2 separate regions of the Mus musculus genome follow, and region 1 is linked to region 2. The links are chromatin contacts, called in public HiChIP or PLAC-seq maps. All regions are on one chromosome and are shown on one strand. The core of a region is the stretch at or near the end of the contact, and the rest is flanking DNA. Distances in the headings are between cores, read along the strand shown. Region 1 holds the start of Pdpr (pyruvate dehydrogenase phosphatase regulatory subunit). Region 2 overlaps St3gal2 (ST3 beta-galactoside alpha-2,3-sialyltransferase 2).

Region 1 (2,700 bases), core at 121-2,620, 120 kb after region 2:
CCAGGAGCTAAGTCATCCTCTGTACCTATTTGAATCCAGCCTAGACTGAGACTTTGCCTATAAAAACATACACATAAATAAATAAATAAATAAATAAAACAAATAGACTTTTTTTTGGTTGTTTTTGTTTTGTTTTTTTGAGACAGGGTTTCTCTGTGTGGCCCTGGCTGTCCTGGAACTCACTCTGTAGAATAGGCTGGCCTCGAACTCAGAAATCCATCTTCCTTTGCCTTTCAAGTGCTGGGTTTAATGGCGTGTGCCACCACTGCCCAGCTACAAATAAACTTAAATAAAACAAATAAACTAAAAAAAAAAAAAAAAAAAAGGAACCGGGTAGAGTTGAGTCTTACTGTCAGTTCTCATCTGGGCAGTCTTGGAGAAATTCATGGCTAGTGAGTTGGGTATAAACTAAGCAAGCTGGGGAATGAATGACATCATGAAAAGGAGATTCTTGAAGCCTTCTTGTTCCTAGTCAGAGCGCTCAAGACAGCACCAAGGTACACAGCCTAGCAATAATGTTCAAGACTAGCTCATAAGACAAGATAGGCTAAACTAAAGCACACCATTTCGCTTGCTGCTTGTGCGAAGGATGATTGGATGGTGTGCGCCAGGCGCGGGGTGAAGGTGTTGAGAAGCTGCACCTGAGTAAGGTTAGGTCCTCAAGATATCTGAGGGCCACGTCTACACCAGTGTAGAGACACATATATTTAATCTAGTAACGAGTGCTGTGAAAGAAACTAGGGGATGTGGCTGAGAGTTGGGGGCGGGGGTGGGGGGATGGAAGGCAGAAGATGTTTCTGAGGCTCCAGTGAACAATGCTTTCCCTCTGGGCAGCCGCAAGGAGTAAGATGGGAAATAAGGTCAGCTGATTCGGCCTCCAAGGTGCGGCCAGGCCCACAGTACAACTTCTGCCCAAGCCAAGCACTGAAAGGCCTTAAGCGACGTGCAGGGACGGACAACGGTGACCACGGGCAGAGAGATGTGGTTCTGGGCTGCGGACCCCTCGCGCAGGATCGGAGCTCAGGCCTGGCGGCAGACGATCACCCGAACTGCCCACACACCGAGGCCGGCGGGAGACCCGGAGCGGGGACGGAGGACGTTGGCAGGTCCCCGCACACTCGTCGTCAACCAGGCGGAGGCGGAGGCGGAGGCGGAGGTGGCGCGGGAGGGGCGGGGCCTGGCGAGACCCAAACAAGCGCACGTGCGGGCCGGTCCGCCGCGGTGACGTCACGGCGCGTCGGCGCGCGCGCCCGCCTTACCCTTGCCGCGGGCCGTAAAGCGCGGAAGGTCGCAGGCCCCCCGCGGTCCCGGAACTCTGCGCTCCGCGTCCCGCCCCGTCCCCATGCCCTGGCCCCCTTTCCGGCCGGCGCAGACCCTCTTCAGCGGCTGGGCTGCCCTTCACTTCCGCCGGGCGTTGCTGAGCGCGCTGCCCGCGAGTCGCGGGCCCGTGAGGTAGGAAGCCGGCTAGGACCCGCGGGTCCGGGCGGCCTTCTGGTCCCGCGAACTCTTGCGCCCCGCACGCCCCTGGCGTCCGAGCTTTGGGCTCCGGCTCCCGGCCGTCCCTCCGGGTCTCTGAGGCGGTGCCACCGGTCGGGCGCCGGGATTGAGCCAGTGGAGCTGCGCGGGCCTCGGGGAGCCGCGCCCGCCGTCCCGGGACTGCGCGCCGGCTCTCCCAGGGCGGCGGACCGGGCCTCGGGGCGGGCTGCGGCTCGGGCGGGCGCGCGCGCACTGCTGTCACGGCCAGAGGTGGCCCCGCGTCTCTGCAGGTGGAATGGTTTCCCACCTTGTAATGTGCGGCTCGGCTGTGCTTCACCGACTCCTGTCAGAGACCTAGTCAGGGCCGTGGGGTTTCCAGTGGGTGACTTGGGGTGACAGTTGTGTGTGATCCCGAGGTGCGAGTCCACGGTCTCCAAGCCTACTTCGAACATTTATGCAATCTTGATTTGTAGGGATGATGATGTGGTAGAGGGTCTAGTTATAAAGACGTCCTTTAAGGATCCTCTTTTTTTTTTTTTTTTTTTTTTTTTTGGTTTTTCGAGACAGGGTTTCTCTGTATAGCCCTGGCTGTCCTGGAACTCACTGTGTAGACCAAGCTGGCCTCGAACTCAGAAATCCACCTGCCTCTGCCTCCCAAGTGCTGGGATTAAAGGCGTGCGCCACCACGTCCGGCCCAAGGGTCCTCTTTTTGGCGTCAGGGACGTGTATAATTTTTCTTAAATTCTCTCAGCCAACGGTGCATTTGTTGAAAATTACAGCATCCTGAACTTGCATGATCAAACTGTTCAGAGGGTCATTCTGTTGCTTGTAAACTTGCCCTGGTGATTCCTCCGAGTTATGTGTGGGAGATGCGTCAATGTACATTCAGCCTTCATTCTTTGTGACCTGTGGCTCATGCTGTTACCAGAGGAAGCATTCAGGAGTTGTTAGAACTGTCCCTGTGACTGCCTTTTAAAGACAGAGTCTTGCTCTGTGGCCCCAGCTCACCTGGAACCTGGGCATTTCTCCTGTTTCAGTATCCAGTGTGGTGGGAATTTCAGGTGTGAGCACTGCTCCAGGATTGAGCTTGTTGGTGTAGGATCCGAGCACAATCAGTCTGGGTCTTAAGGCTGTTTAGAAGTTACTCTTACTAGTAGAGATACCGTTAATTTTCACGAATTTCAAGAAAATGCAAAACTTCCTGACCTTTCCTTTGAATGAGTT
Region 2 (2,921 bases), core at 88-2,587:
GGTGAAACTGCAAGTTCCTAGGCTTGACTAGAGGATCCCAATTTTATCCCGAAAGCCACTGAAGGTTTTTATCATGGCCCTGCAGTGGCGAACATGCAACGGGAATAGGTCAGTCTAGAAATTGTGAGGGTGTCACTATTTGGTCATCAGGAGCAAATGTGTTGCCATCTGAAAGGTTTTTTTTCCTGTTTTCTTGCAGCACCTATGCCCCAGTGAAGTCCTTCCTTCGAGTGGACAAAGAGAAGGTAAGTTCTCTACCCCCTGTCTTTTGACTCTCACCACCATGGAAATTATGCTGGCTTATTCAAGCGATGCCAAGAGAGTGAGTGAGTTTTAGGATGGCCAGAGCTACCCAAGAGAAATCCTGTCCTGGGGGTGCAGGGGGAGGGGGCAGGTGTGGGATCTGCATCTGCTGGTATGCCTGACCCCTACAATGAACACAAGAACCTAGGAATACCCATGTGCTGCATTCCCGAGGAACTGCTAGAAGCTGTTCAGAGCCTGGCCCAAATCTCCAGACCTCCAAGCCCTTCATGTACCTTTCTCTCCTTGCAGGTCCAGATTTACAACCCAGCCTTCTTCAAGTACATTCACGACAGGTGGACCGAGCACCACGGGCGCTACCCTTCCACAGGAATGCTGGTGCTCTTCTTTGCACTACATGTGTGTGATGAGGTAGGCAGTCGGTGTTGTCTAGAGCAGAATTAGGAGAACCATAAACAGAGGAAACAGCCCTTTCCCCATCTTAGCTGTGGTTCCCGGGAAGTAGTTTTTGTAAACAGAAACCATGTTTTTTCATATCTGTTATTCCTATAAACAATATTTTTGCATTTCCCATCGTCATTACCTTTTAAGATTTACTAACAAAACTACTTCATTTAAAAGGCACATTTTTAGCAGGGTCATGGTGGCACCTGTAATCAGATACGGAGAGTTTGAGACAGGAGCAGCGTTTGAGGCCAACCTGGGCTACATAAGACCCAGTCGTGAAAAAGCGAAACACAAATGAGAAAGAGACAGAAGTCCCCTCTGAGTCAGTGCCCTTATGTCAGGCCTGGGTGTCCCCAACCACGCCCCCGACTCCCAGTGACCCCTGTGCCACCCTCCTCACAGGTGAACGTGTATGGGTTCGGGGCCGACAGTCGAGGCAACTGGCACCACTACTGGGAGAACAACCGGTACGCGGGCGAGTTCCGGAAGACAGGCGTGCATGACGCCGACTTCGAAGCCCACATCATCGACATGCTGGCCAAGGCCAGCAAGATCGAGGTCTACCGAGGGAACTGAGCGGCCCTGAGCGCCTTCAGAACCAGTCACTTCTGGGTCCGGCAAGCGCCGGTTGCAGCCCACCAATCAGACTGCGCCGTCCCCAGCAACCAATCAGTGCTGCAGTTGGGAGGAGCTTCTTTCTTAGCCAATCACGCAACTCAAGGAGAATTTCCGGCGCCGCCGTCTCCACCAATCATGGCCTTGGGAGGCGGCGGGCCTCGACCCCCTCCCCTAAACCTGCTTTGGATAAGAATTTTGATGCTTTTTAAGAGGCGGGTCTGGGGCTGGGCAGGAGCGCCTTGAACTGCTCATTTCCAGCTTAGGCCGGGTGGGTGAGTGAAGCCATCCAAAGAAATGTGGTTCCGGTGAGACACTCTCCAGGGCTTTCCGTGGCGCACCAGGTAGTAGGGGGTTGAATTCACCCCCTGTTGGGTTGATCTCCCTAGGGCCTCACTAGTGTCAGGAACGGGTAGGAAGCTTCACCGGGTCACATGCAAGGTGCTTCTCTCACATGTGCCCTCACTCCTGTCTCCTACCACCTTCTCAGCGTCTGTCCTTAGGTCCTGGGCCTCCTCTCCAGCTCACCTGTTGATTCGGAGACAAAGTGAGACCACCCTGACTCGGCTGCTTTTGCTCTCCCACACGTGACCCGTGTCTTTAGCCCTAAGGCGCGAGAGAGCAACACGGTTGGACAGTTGGCTGGAAAGGAGATCCCTGAGCATGTACCGTTTTCTTTCATTGTCACCCCAAAGAGGAGCAGGCAGCCTCTTGCTTGGGGGTAGGATTTGCTTTGGACTCATGCTTTAGTTACCCTCAAGCTGCCAGGGATGGCGATCCAACCAAGATTGCTTGACAATTGTTTGCGGGGCCTCGCGCAGATGGCTCGGAGCTTTGCTGGGGAGGAGCGGATTGGTGGCTGCCCTGCATGCCTCCTCCTGTCCGCACCTTTACCCTGCTTACTCGCCTGTTCTAACCTACTCTCCAGCTCCAGAAGGGCCGCTCAGTCAAGAATCAGGGGTTACAACTGGAAGCTACTTGCATGACTTGGTCACAGTTGAGGTTCACTGGGAGAAAGGGCTTCAGTGAATGTCTCAGGCCGCAGAAAACACGTCCCTGCTGCAGCGTCCACATAAATATTTCCCATTCTTAATGAGTTCACATTACCAAGCAGCCTGGTTGGGGGACAGTCACACATAAGGGAGAGTGTTAAGAGGTTTGGGATGAGGCAACAACCCTAAAAACTAATACATGGAGAACTTTGCTCGAGTCTGTTCCTTCCCAGTTTCAAAAGCACGGGTGGAGGAAAAAAAAAAAGGGAGGGGCGTATAGCAGAACCTCTCAGGGCTCGAACCATCGCACATAGTCACCGTTCCAGTTTTTGCCTGTCTCATCTCTGCTCTCAAGCTGCTGTGATGAGAAACGGGAAAGCAATGCAATTATGCCAAACAGTATTGAGAAGAGTAATTTATTTTTCTTCCCTTTGTTTTGTTTAAATCATGAATCCCCATTCTAGAAAAGGTAGGTCCCAGAATCTACATCTTTTTCTTCTAGAGTTATTTAAACATTCAACTTTCCCTTCCGTTTCTTTCCCTGAATTAAAAAGAACAAAGCCCATAGAGTCACTCATCTGTTCTGAACTGCACCATCCTAGG

What was found. HiChIP or PLAC-seq counts read pairs in DNA pulled down with a chosen protein or histone mark.
Region 1: an H3K27ac HiChIP or PLAC-seq map of embryonic stem cells shows a contact between it and region 2, with 8 read pairs. The contact joins the promoter of Pdpr here to the enhancer-like site in region 2. A contact is called at or near these places in 7 of 39 promoter capture datasets (the C10 cell line, hematopoietic stem and progenitor cells, hippocampal neurons and 3 more), 1 of 15 datasets of contacts at CTCF or cohesin (large pre-B cells), 4 of 484 Hi-C or Micro-C datasets (the G1E-ER4 cell line, cardiomyocytes and embryonic stem cells), 8 of 115 datasets of contacts at active chromatin or transcription factors (bone marrow-derived macrophages, embryonic stem cells, extraembryonic endoderm stem cells and 1 more) and 3 of 9 other capture datasets (adipose tissue, liver and pancreatic islet).

The regions. Positions count from the first base shown.
Region 1 is chr8:111,093,375-111,096,074 of GRCm38.p6, forward strand. Pdpr (pyruvate dehydrogenase phosphatase regulatory subunit) reads left to right here and starts at 1,371. Exons shown (of 18, transcript NM_198308.1): 1 at 1,371-1,452.
Region 2 is chr8:110,968,989-110,971,909 of GRCm38.p6, forward strand. St3gal2 (ST3 beta-galactoside alpha-2,3-sialyltransferase 2) reads left to right here. Exons shown (of 7, transcript NM_009179.3): 5 at 200-245; 6 at 556-675; 7 at 1,114-2,921. The coding sequence ends at 1,287. Among named protein-coding and RNA genes, the nearest start is that of Gm51551, 19 kb to the right of the region's middle. Within about 2 kb of position 1,338, at least 300 of the 459 cell types and tissues checked have an H3K27ac peak or open chromatin away from gene starts, as enhancers often do. A contact at or near this core is called in adipose tissue, bone marrow-derived macrophages, embryonic stem cells and 7 more, where this site is marked.